3 separate regions of the Pan troglodytes genome follow, and all the other regions are linked to region 1. The links are chromatin contacts, called in public Hi-C maps. All regions are on one chromosome and are shown on one strand. Each heading gives the region's core, a stretch centred on a gene start, on an enhancer-like site or on the middle of the called end of the contact. The rest is flanking DNA. Distances are from core to core; before and after follow the strand shown.

Region 1 (3,582 bases), core at 131-2,630:
GGGTGGAGCTTAATCTGTGACCACGCCTCGGCAGTGCTAGTCACACCTCCAAGTTTTGCCAGCTCCTCCCCCTCATTCCGAGCCTCTCGGGATCAGCTCTTCCTATTGGCTATGGGCCCCATCGGTCGATAGAAAACGGGCGGTGATTGGTAAAGGGGTGGGCTCTACTTCCCGGCGGGGTCCTGCGGAGTTGGCGGAGGCTCCTCCAGGGACTGGGGCACCGATCTGCGTAGAAACGGGTGGCGGGGAAGAGAGGGGAGGAGAGCTCTGAGTGGGAAGCGGAGCCGGGGGCCCGGGACCCGTCGCGTCAGAGCCAGGTAAAGGCTCCTTCCCTCTTCCTTTTCTTCCTCCCGGCCGCCGGTCTGGAGCCCTGACTGAACAAACCCGGGTTGGGGCGGGAAGGAGAGGGCGCGGATGCTGCTCGCGGCATCGCCTTAGCGGTGCCGCCCGGAATCCCTCAGACCGCCCCCCCTCCACCTTCTCCAAATTTCCCAGTACAGCCCATAATACTTCTCAGGACTGCGAGTCTCTCCGCCCATCACTGTACAGCCTGGGACTCCGTCCTGGCTCACGGACCGCAGCGCAGCCGGCACCCAGCCGCCTCTCCCTTTCCTCCGCACACGGGCAGCCGCGGTCCACCGTGGGGCAGTCGTCGTTGGCATCGCGCGTAATCATCGGCCGGCCTCCTCCAGTGTCTCCCCGCCCTGGCGGACAGCCCGGGTCCCAGCCTAGGACCCAGGAGGATGGGTGTTCCGCGCAGCTTCCGGGGCTCTCCCCGAGTCCCACCCCCCGGCCCGCCCCGATGGACTTCTCTTCGCCCACTCCCATCCCTAGACCACATCTCGGTCCCCACAGTTCCTGACATCCTTGCGCTTCACGCAACATCGCGGCCCATGATCATGCCCCAATTCCCCTCACCTCTAAGGCAGCCTTCTCCTTGCCGCCTCCCGCCTTCCGAGCGTGTGCAACTCCAGTTGTCCCCGGGCTCCCTTCCAGCCTCAGGACCCCATCTCACACCCGCCTCTCGCTTCCCGCTTCCCGCTCGCCTGAACCCCGCCGCCTCTGCTCCCTGTCTTGTTCCCTCAGCGTGGCCCCTTCCTCCAGCCGCGGGAAGTGGGAGACGCTAGCGGGAGCTTCCTTCTCCCGGCGCTCGGAGGAAAAGGAAAGACCAAGTAGAAAGGGTCGCCGCTGCGGCACGCGAGGGAGCTAGCCGCCGGGCTCCGCGCTCCCGCTTGCGTCCCTCCAGCCCCCTGGGCCTCGTCCGGGGCCGGATCTTCTCGGGCACCGCCTGGTGCGAGGAGTCAGGACTGCGACCTCACCGACCTCCTCCCATCCCCAGCCTGGGATTGGGTGGGATATCTGAGATCTCTGAGCTTGGGTGTCAAAAAAATATTGGGGGTGGCATTTATAGTCACTATCGTCCGTAGCTTGAGGGAGGCGACGGCTGCCTTCCGCTCACCGCCCCCCGGTTTTCCCGGCTCCGACCCTATCCTCTAACCCGTTTCCTGCTTCAGCTGACCACATTGTTTTCCTGGATGTGTCCCGTGCCGAGCAGGCTTTTTCCTGCAGATTTGCCCCCCCCCCCCCCATCAACATTTTGCTGCCAAGAGAAGCTAGTAACCAAAAACAAAACAACTAGGAGGAGGGGCGGGAGGGGAAGAAAAGTTGTGCCCGGGTGGCTTGTCCCTCCCCGGCTTTGATCCCCTTTGATGTACAGGGAGGTGCCCCGGCCGGGGGTCTGGGGCCACGACGGGGGCTAGGTCGGGAGGGCTCCCTCGGGCTGGCCGCTGCCCAGCGCTGGCGGGGCTCAGGAGGCCGCCGAGGTGCCGCAGTCCCCGCCCGGTGCCCCGCGTTCCTGCAGTCCCCGCCCGGAGCCCGCGCAGGCGGCTGCTCCAAAGTGTTTTCTTTCAGCCTTAAAATCCGGAGGGAGCTTCCTTCCTCCCCACCTCGTAGCGCCGGGCTCTGCGGGCGGGGAGGCGTTAAGCGGACAGGAATGGGCCCAGGGCGGGCTCGGAACGACGTCCCCTACCCCACCCCCGCCGCGATTAGGATCTGCGCTCTGGCTGATCGCCCCCTCCCCCTTTTCCTGCATTTACAGGCAAGTGAACCGGAGCAAACGACTTCCGATCCAGTCTGCGCTGTTGCGGCTCCCGTTTGGGATTTGATTTGCAGCATCTTTGAGCCTCTACGACAAAAAACCGCGAAGCACGCCCAGCCCTCCCCCGGCACCCCGAAAAGCACCCACTCCCTCCCGGGGACACAGCTGGGCGCGTCCACACCCCCGCAGCCCCACACCATGTTGTGCGGAAGGACTTCCACTCCCCGCCTGTGTCGTTGATGTCAGACCCCAGGCCAGCCTCCGGGCGCTGCAGTTCTCCCGGCTAATGCTGAGGCTGCGGCTCCGGCTCTAGCACAGGCACCAGCCGCCGCCGCACCCGGCCCCAGCGCCCACCGTCTGCATGTGCCCGCCGTAGCCGTCTGCCCAGCCCGCAGCCCGCGCTCCACGGAGCGCTGGAGACCACCGTGGGGGGCCCCTTCTGCCCTCGAGAGAAGCGGTCTTGGAGGTATTGATTTAGGTGATTGGATTTTTTCCGTGGATCTATCAATTCACAATTCGAATTTGGAAGAAAGAAGGAAAACATGACGTCTCCAGCCAAATTCAAAAAGGATAAGGAGATCATAGCAGAGTACGATACTCAGGTCAAAGGTAAGGGCTTTGAAAAATAGCACACTGCAAATGCTCTGTGGACTGGTGAGGCGTGTATTTCCACGGTGATTTGCAGGTTGTTCATTTCTTTGGGTGGAGCAGATGGGGGCAGGCCGACCCCAGAGGTGGTTTCATAGATGGGTCTGAACCTCTAAAGGATGGGCAATGCCAGGGGGCCATTGACACTGGAAAGGAATTTTTGCAGTGGGCTGTAGGAGTATCTTTGTGGGGCTGACCATGATTTTGGCAGCCCTTTCCCCCAAGCCGGACAGGGTGGGGGGAGGGGCAGGAGGCTCTTAGAGAAAGGCAGTTTGCCTCCGGTTCTCTGGGTCAGGTTTCCTTGAAAGACAACTGAAATCTGACAGGTGTTTGGACATTTGTTTCAGAGATCGAAGAGGAGTCCAGACAGAAAGGCAACCTTGGGAAGGTGTACCATTTGGAGAGCCTTGGGAGAGGCGGGGTTTTTCGGATGCACTATATTAAAACATGAGATTTGCTATGGCATTGGCACCAAAAGTCCATTGCCACCTTGGGTGTACCTTGTACCTGCCTGGTCTCTGGTCCGCCTGCATACAATCAGAGATCAGAGAATAAGGCCACCCACGCCCGGTCTCCGCCCTCACCTAAATCTGAATAGAGTTGGGAGGATGTTAGGGTAGCCGGTTGGTGCTGATTCTGGAAAATGGGAAGACATAATTGTTTAACCCTTCTGTGCTGTGGCCCTCTGCTCCGGAAGACATGCTTTTAAAGCCCCATTTCCCTCTCCTGAAAAATGTGAAGGGTAAAGCAAAATGTGGACTAGGAGAAACCAAGTGACCTGTCTTCTCATCTAGTGGACTGACTTGACTCATGAATAAGAGCCCTTACTCAGATAG
Region 2 (3,593 bases), core at 784-3,283, 190 kb after region 1:
CTGTGGATAAGAGCCACCATTTCTCCTACTGGTGAAATTAGGAGGTTGTATAGGGCTTATGCGATAGAAAAGATCAAGATGGACCTTTGGGTATAGTTGGCTTTAGGAGGAGGAATTTTACCAAGACACTGTTTTGCTGTCTCTGCACTACTTCCTGTGTGTTAACTCCATTCTCAGACAGGCCATTCTCCTGTGGAGGCAAGGTGACTGCATTTCCAGCCTTCCCTGGTAGGTTGAAATCTAGTGGAAAGAGTCTCTGCCTCCCTCCTCAAAGCCCCCATAAAGTTTGTGTGTCTCATTGGTTTTGATTGGGTAAAGTGCTTATGCCTGGGTCCATGCAAAGCACGTGGCCTGAGTTGTGGAGTGGGAGGTTCCCCTCGCCGAGGGCGGTTAGACCAAAGCTACCAAAAAAAGGAGGAGTGGACGCCAGGGACCAAAAAACAGCAACATGTGTGCTCCTCAGGAATGATGCTTCCCTTAAGATTAGCATCCAGACTCTAGAAATCCCCACTCCAGAATGACAGCTGTGGCAGTGGAACCAGAGGATTTGCTGTCATCAGTTGGCCTCTATGGAGAGTGAGACGCTGTCCTGGAGATAGAAATGTGGAGTTGGTTTCCTTCCTTTCCTTCTTGGGGAAAATCAAACCATTTACAGTTCATTTCCATTGCTGTGGCTTAGGAAATGTCAGTGTCTGAACAGATGGAGAAGTGAGATGGCAGCATGTGCAATTAGAATTGGGGGAAGGGGTGTCACCAAGCCTCAGGAAGCCCCATTCCTCACCTGCCCTGGCTTCTGGTCAAACTTGCCTTCCAAGCACCTTCTCCAGCTGTCACTGAGGTTCCTTCCCAGGGATCAGTGGAACTTGGGGACCAGCTGAGTGGAGTGATACATTTTCTGGTGTTAGTGACTGAGTTGCCTTCTGAGCCAAACAGCTTGTCTCCATAAAGGAGGAATCCAGATGCTGGGTGCTCAAGCCCCCTCCTCCCCCTGTCAGAGCCTTATTTCCATACTCCGGAGTGCAGCTGAAGTGTATTACCTTGCACCCTGGTAGCGGACCACTGCCAAAGCATGCATCATCATCAGCTCTGCTACTTCTTAAAGGAACAGGCTTGGAGGTGGTTTTTCCCTCCATGATTCCTCTCTGCTAGGTCTGGGTTACTTTAAAAATCAATAGCTCACTCTTCTGCCAGGGCCATCCCTTTATGTAATATAGCTGATCAGTGGCTGAGCCAGGCAGGGGCCAGGACCAGTCCTGGAGCTTGTGAAGGTTCCGCATTCTAGCCTAGCCTTCATATGAGTGAAAATAAAAAGAGATGAGAGGGTGGGTCATTCTTGGCCTCTGCAGCCAGTCTATCCCCATCAGTGTGGGTTGTCTGCAGATTGTGGAGGCAACAGGAGGGAGCTGCCTGGAAGTCGTTGAACTAGGGCCAAAGATTGGGTAGCATTTTGACCGGAAGCCTTAAAATTGGCCAAGGTCCCACACTAACTGGTGTTCTGGGGTGCACAGCACATGAATTGATGCCAAGTGCTCTCAGATGTACTAGGAGGAGGTGCTTGGCTCCATTTTTGGTGCCCTCAGAGGCTGTGGGACTCTGGATGCCTGACTGGTGACATCAGGCAGCCAGAGAATTTCACTCTTGGCGCTAACCGGTTCTGGCCACTGAGCTTTCTCCATTGTGTCTGCTTATCCAAGAGTTAGAGTGGAGTCAGCTCTCTGTGGATCTGAGAGTTGGCTCAGGCCAGCCTCTCAGCTGAGGGAAGAGGTCAAGTCAGTTGGGAGCTTAAAAGCCAATGGAGGAAAAGGTCAAGTCCCAGCCCCCTCCATTTGAAGAAAGATTTTTTCTTTTCAAGCAAGGGAATGGTCCGTGGGCATGTGAATGTGCCCACTCTTTGCTGAGGAGGAAGGAGGCCATTTCTATCCAGATGTCTCTCTGCAGACAAGAGGCTAAAGGACGAACGGTAACAAGGTGACAGGAGCTGTCTCCACATGGGTCCTGCCTCCCAACTCTCTCAGCCTTCTGCTCCTCATCTGTCATCCAGGGGACTGTGGATGACCTCATCCCATAACCACATCTCCAATGGGAGACAGTGGAACAGCCATTCCTTCACACAGGGGAAAGCTAATTGGCAATAATCCTTGCAGGAAGGTCAGACTCCTCTCTTACAGATCTAGGGAAGGCCTGGGGTAAAATGATGGCTCTTTAGAAAATGCCAAGCTCCTTCAGATTCCATACCCTCTCGGGCCCTCTAGCATAGGCAACAAACTTGTTCCTGGCTTCACGCTTTCTCATTGAATCAAAGCTCTCATGCATGGCCTGGATTTGTAAACACATGCTGGCTGCCAGCAGTGGCAAGTTAGCCTCCTGACCCACTTCTCTCCTGCTTTCACTCTGGTGTATGAAGGGGGATGAGGGAGGGGCCAGAGAGGTGGCCACTTGGACCTTTGGCAGGAAATCTTCACTGTGCCAAAGCATTGTGTTTCTGGAGCTGGAGCTGCCTGAGGCACTCTTCTCCAGCCTCCTCAGCCTTCCATGGAGCTGCAGACCCTACATAGACCTACACCTGCCGGGCTCCAAACAGATCCCCCTACCCATTCCTTTCATGTACTGTTTGGTCCTGGAAGAGGCTCACACAAGTTGGCTTTGGGTTTTGCTTCAACATAGAAACCACGAGCCTTATACCTTGAATATGGGTAGTTTCATTGCCAGTAATGGGAACTCTGGAACTGCCAAAGGGACTGTACCCTCTTTCTGACCTGGTGTTGCTTTCTTTTGTTAGGCTTCCCAGCTCTGTGCCCAGCAGCCTGTCCAGAGTGAGCTGGTACAGAGATGCCAACAACTGCAGTCTCGCTTATCCACTCTAAAGATTGAAAACGAAGAGGTGAGTTTCTTCCTTAGGAGGCTCAAAGCCACACTCTTAGTTTCCCTGTTGAAACTTTTGCTGCTGCCCGTCTGGGAGCAGGTGGAAGGAGCATGCAGAGAATGTCCGGGCGGCCGCAAACATTTCCTAGCCAAATGTAGGCTTGGACTTTCCCCCTCTGCTACATCCTGCCCTTGAACTCCAGGAAGTTGCTCTTGCATTGCCAAAGGTTGTGCTCTATTTTGAGCTTTTGCGAAATGCTTTTTTTCCCCTCTACACATTTAATCAAAATGGCACTTGGCAGCTGTGTGAACAATATTGTGTCTCTGAAACCACCTCCTCATGCCTAGCTTTTTCCAGCATGTTCAAACAAACAGAGGCCTTTGACTTTGACACTTCAAACATCTCCATCCTCTTAGGAAAGGGTGAGTTTCTTCTGGGCTCAGTGTATTTGCTTTCAAAAAGCGGTTCAAAAGGGCGGGTGATCCAGCTTTCTGTTGAGCTCAGGTGGCTTCTTACCTTGTGTCTCAGTAAGTCTTACTTTCTGCAGGAAGATCAGGAAGAAGTAGGGATAGGTCACTTAGTTTGCAAATGAGCAAACAAGTTCATCAGTTTGTTGAAGGTCATGAAACAGAACCTGGGGCTTTGCAGTACTAGGCCCATCACACATTTTAATTAGCTGTTTGTATGAAGGGGTTGGTTTAGATTTATTTTATTCTCTTTCCCTTAAAAC
Region 3 (3,777 bases), core at 1,035-3,534, 240 kb after region 1:
CCACTATCTGTGCCCCCTGCAAATCACCCCCTAATCCAGTCATTTTAGAAACCTGCCAGCCAGCCAGCACTCATCCATATTTATACCTGATGAGTGATAACAAGGGGTTTTTATTTGACCACCTATATTTCTTTTCTCGAAAGATCAGGCTGGGAAAACATTTTTGTTTCTCTCTTTTTTTTTTAAACAACTATGCTCACCCCAACCTGTTGAGCCACTCTTCCACTTGCAAATTAAAATGACTGGTTTTCTAGGAGAAATCCGGCCTAAGCAGCCTTATGGAAGTGACCTAGTTCATTTAACCGAGATGAGGTTGATATAGGGTAAGATGGGGGAAGGAGGGAAAAGGGTGTCAAGGAACAAAGGAAACCTGAACTGGTCCCAGAGAGATCTCATCTGATAGGCTGTTGGTTGATTCTCACACTTTGAAGCAGTTGTCCCGTGGGCCCACCCAAGCCTGCCCCCTGTCCCTTTGCCCTGTCTCTGTCCCCAGCTCCCCTCCCTTGGATACGATGCTGTCAGTGTTTTTAGTCCTTCCCTTAATATTATTTTTTAAAGGTTGATATCCTGAGTGAGTCTGCACCCTCCCAGCCTCTTCCCGGCTCGTTCTGCAGGGAAATCCTCCCTCTGTTGATAGCATCGCAAACCTGGTGGCAATCTGTGCGTGGACAGGACCCTCCCAAATTTAGCATTATGACTTCACCACAGGATCAAGAGAAGATGAATTGTGGGGGAGAAGGGGCTTTCTTTGTCATCAGTAGCCAGAGGGGCCAGGAGAGCAGTGGAGAGACCTGGGACCGGCTTGGATGCTCTGAGCGGGGCTAGAGGCGCTACGACAGTGTGTGGCGGTGTCCTGCCACGACGCCGCCGTCTCCAGAGCCACCACACAGTTGACTGTCCTTACCCGGCAGTGCTCAGGACCTCAGCCGATAAACCACAACCTGGACTTGCCGCCTCCTTCTCCAGGAGGCCGCCCCAGCACGGCCTCCCCAGGAAGCAGCATGGGGTAGAAGGCAGATGCCTCGAATCCAGGTGTCCCCTAGCCACGCTTTCCTGAGGAGCTGAGGAGCCCGCAGAACTCAGCGGATTATTTATTTTTATTTAAACGACCCTTCAAAGGCCCTTAGGTTTCCTTGCCTCTGCTCACAGAACTAGTCCAGCCAGGTGTCGCTGCTGCCTCAGAGCTGTGTGGGGTCGCGTGTATGTCGGGGGGCCATCTTGCCGATTTAACACTGCTTTTTGTGTTGTTGTTGTTTTCCCTCCTCCCTGCCTGCCTGCCCCTTCTCCCCCAGCGAGGACGGTGTCGTGGAGAGGTCCAGCCCCAAGTCTGAGATTGAGGTCATTTCTGAGCCACCTGAAGAAAAGGTGACAGCCAGAGCGGGGGCCAGCTGTCCCAGTGGGGGTCATGTAGCCGATATTTATCTTGCAAACATCAACAAGTAAGCTCTGCTTTTCATTTTCTGCTCCCCTGAATGACTTGCAACACCCAGCCTCACCCTCTGGCCTAACCCCCATCTCCATTCCTGTGCTGCACGTAGGGCTCCCAGCTCCCCCAGCCTAACAGTTTGCATGTGGTCATTGCTGCTGCAAGGCGGACAGGGCTGAGGATGCTGCTACAAGCCTCGGGGCAGGTCCAGGTCTCCAGCTAGCTGCCCTCGTGCTGTGGAAGGGTGCTTTACTGTGTGTTCCCGCAGTGTCTGTCCACCCAGACCTTTGTGGCAGTCTTACAGCTAAAACTTTGACCAAAGCTTTGGTCACTTTATGCAACCTGGTTTTGTATTGTTTCTCAGAGGTGCCTTCTTTTTTCCAATCCATACTCAAATAATAGTCTTTGATGTCTGTCTTCCTTGACCCATGTTCGTGCAAAGATTCAGAGTCTGTGTGTGGCTTCTACTAGGCTGATGTTACACCAGGTGGGTTTATTGAGATATCATGTGTCTGTTCCTCCCCCTGTCCTGCGTTCACTCCTGTGGAGGAAAGGAGGCCACGATGTCCCCAAGGAAAGCTTTGTCCTGAGCTCTTCATTCATTGGCTAACCCCTAGCTCCCTTTTCTTCTGCCCTTTCACACCAGGAGAAATAATTTTCCATTTTGTTCCTATTGCTTTGGCCTTTTGTATTATTCCACCCCCTTAGTCCCTTTGCAGATCCCCACTCCTGCTCAGCAGGCTCTTACCTCTGACCCCCAGCTTTCATTGTGGCTGTTAGCAACATCCTGGGGTTTAAACTCCACCCACGCCCGATCTGGCTGTCTAGAGGGATTCTACGCCTGCGTGCTGCCGCCTCCCCAAGAGGCATTCAGGTTATTGGAGAACTAATCTCATCTCAAGGGGCCAGACACCAAGTCCCAAAGCCTACAGACCTCTTTCCGCCAGACCCTGAAACCTGGCCCCGTGCCAGCAGGATGACAAGCCCCAGGGCGCTCCTGATGAATATGGATTGGAGATGATGTACAGTTTTTATTCCCCTCTGGCTTTTGAGGAATGAAATGATTTGCACTTTGAAAACCTGTTAACCGTAGCCTCTGGACACTGAGACTGGAAGGAGAATAAAGGATGCTTGTTGTTTTTAAACTATACCAGGTTTCCCAGATCTCTTGGCTTTTTTCCACCCAGACGGTAGCAGGGGGAGTGGTTGGGGCACGTGGCTCTTTTCCATCTCTTTCACCCTCAAGTTAGTAAAGTCGTTTATTCAGATCACTTACTCAGTGTAGTTATAATTTAATTCAGACCAGTTAAAAAAAAATTGAGAAGTTTCTGTTTCCCTCCAGCACACTGCCCTGCTGGGAGGGCAAGCCAATATCAAGTAACTGTGGGCTAATCACATTTTTTTCCTTATTTACAATTCTGTGTTAAATTATAACCCTACAATCAAAAGGTCGTGATCCTATAATTAACTCAGAAACCAAGGCGGGGTTGGTGGAGGAAGAGTTAGATAATTAGTTAAGTACATATTTTTAAGCCATCATATATTTGATGCCATTTGTGCATAGAAATTGTAGAGAGTAATAACTGAAATGGTAAACAAAAGAAGAAAAAAAAAGAGTATCTGTAGACAGTTAAGGTGCTTCCCTTGAACTCCTTGTTTGCTGGTGTCAGGAGTCTTGGGATGGGGTTCTTGGAGGACAAGCCTCATCACCTGGTGGGTGGGTGAGCGGCGGCCCCTGGGCATGTCTGGCCCTTAGGAGTGAGTCGGCCTTTGAGTCTTACCTCCTGCCCCCCACACCACTCCTCCTCCCAAATTCCTTGAGTTTCCTGAGTGCCCAGGTTCTCTCTCGCCCCTGGGCCCTCACGCCTGCTGTCTCCTCACCTGGTCACCTCCTCATCTCCCTTCAAGACTCAGTCCAAAGACTTAGCTCTTTGGGGAAGCCATTCTGACATCCCTGAGTTCCCCAGGCTGAGTGAGGTGCCCTTATGCTGCATTCCAAAGGCACTTTGAATACCTTTTGGTACTCACGCTTCACTCAGATCCCCCACCAGATTGAGCTCCTTGAACCCAAGAACTGTATCTTCCTTTTCTTTACATCCCCAGGGCCTAGCCTGGGACGTGGCACACCACAGCCACCCCATAAGTCTGTCTTCTCAGCAGTTTCAGCCCATGAGTCAGCCATCCTCAAGCAGAAAAAGGAAATCAGCAAAGAGCTATTAGGGTGTGGCACTTCCATTTAATTCTACACATTTATTAAGTTTCTACTGTTGTGCCAAGCACTGCTGGTGTTTATTCAGAGATAAAAAAGACGAGGTCCCTGATCTCAGAGCTCACAGTCTGGCAAGGTAAAG

What was found. A called contact is a pair of places that touch in the nucleus more often than the background predicts.
Region 2: a Hi-C map of stem cell-derived neural progenitor cells shows a contact between it and region 1, with 2.4 times the contacts expected there. The contact joins the enhancer-like site here to the promoter of FAM72A in region 1. A contact is called at or near these places in 1 of 7 Hi-C or Micro-C datasets (stem cell-derived neural progenitor cells) and 1 of 1 datasets of contacts at active chromatin or transcription factors (stem cell-derived excitatory neurons).
Region 3: a contact with region 1 is called in a Hi-C map of stem cell-derived neural progenitor cells, with 3 times the contacts expected there. The contact joins the enhancer-like site here to the promoter of FAM72A in region 1. A contact is called at or near these places in 1 of 7 Hi-C or Micro-C datasets (stem cell-derived neural progenitor cells) and 1 of 1 datasets of contacts at active chromatin or transcription factors (stem cell-derived excitatory neurons).

Annotation. Positions count from the first base shown.
Region 1 is chr1:42,876,079-42,879,660 of NHGRI_mPanTro3-v2.0_pri, reverse strand. It overlaps FAM72A (family with sequence similarity 72 member A), which reads right to left and starts at 1,380. Exons shown (of 5, transcript XM_054674253.2): 1 at 919-1,380; 2 at 511-728. The coding sequence starts at 662. SRGAP2 (SLIT-ROBO Rho GTPase activating protein 2) reads left to right here and starts at 149. Exons shown (of 24, transcript XM_009441371.4): 1 at 149-317; 2 at 2,099-2,707. The coding sequence starts at 2,641.
Region 2 is chr1:42,683,816-42,687,408 of NHGRI_mPanTro3-v2.0_pri, reverse strand. SRGAP2 (SLIT-ROBO Rho GTPase activating protein 2) reads left to right here. Exons shown (of 24, transcript XM_009441371.4): 9 at 2,780-2,881. Among named protein-coding and RNA genes, the nearest start is that of IKBKE, 66 kb to the right of the region's middle. Within about 2 kb of position 2,033, at least 10 of the 24 cell types and tissues checked have an H3K27ac peak or open chromatin away from gene starts, as enhancers often do. A contact at or near this core is called in stem cell-derived neural progenitor cells, where this site is marked.
Region 3 is chr1:42,631,923-42,635,699 of NHGRI_mPanTro3-v2.0_pri, reverse strand. It overlaps SRGAP2 (SLIT-ROBO Rho GTPase activating protein 2), which reads left to right. Exons shown (of 24, transcript XM_009441371.4): 21 at 1,293-1,439. Among named protein-coding and RNA genes, the nearest start is that of IKBKE, 14 kb to the right of the region's middle. Within about 2 kb of position 2,284, at least 2 of the 24 cell types and tissues checked have an H3K27ac peak or open chromatin away from gene starts, as enhancers often do. A contact at or near this core is called in stem cell-derived neural progenitor cells, where this site is marked.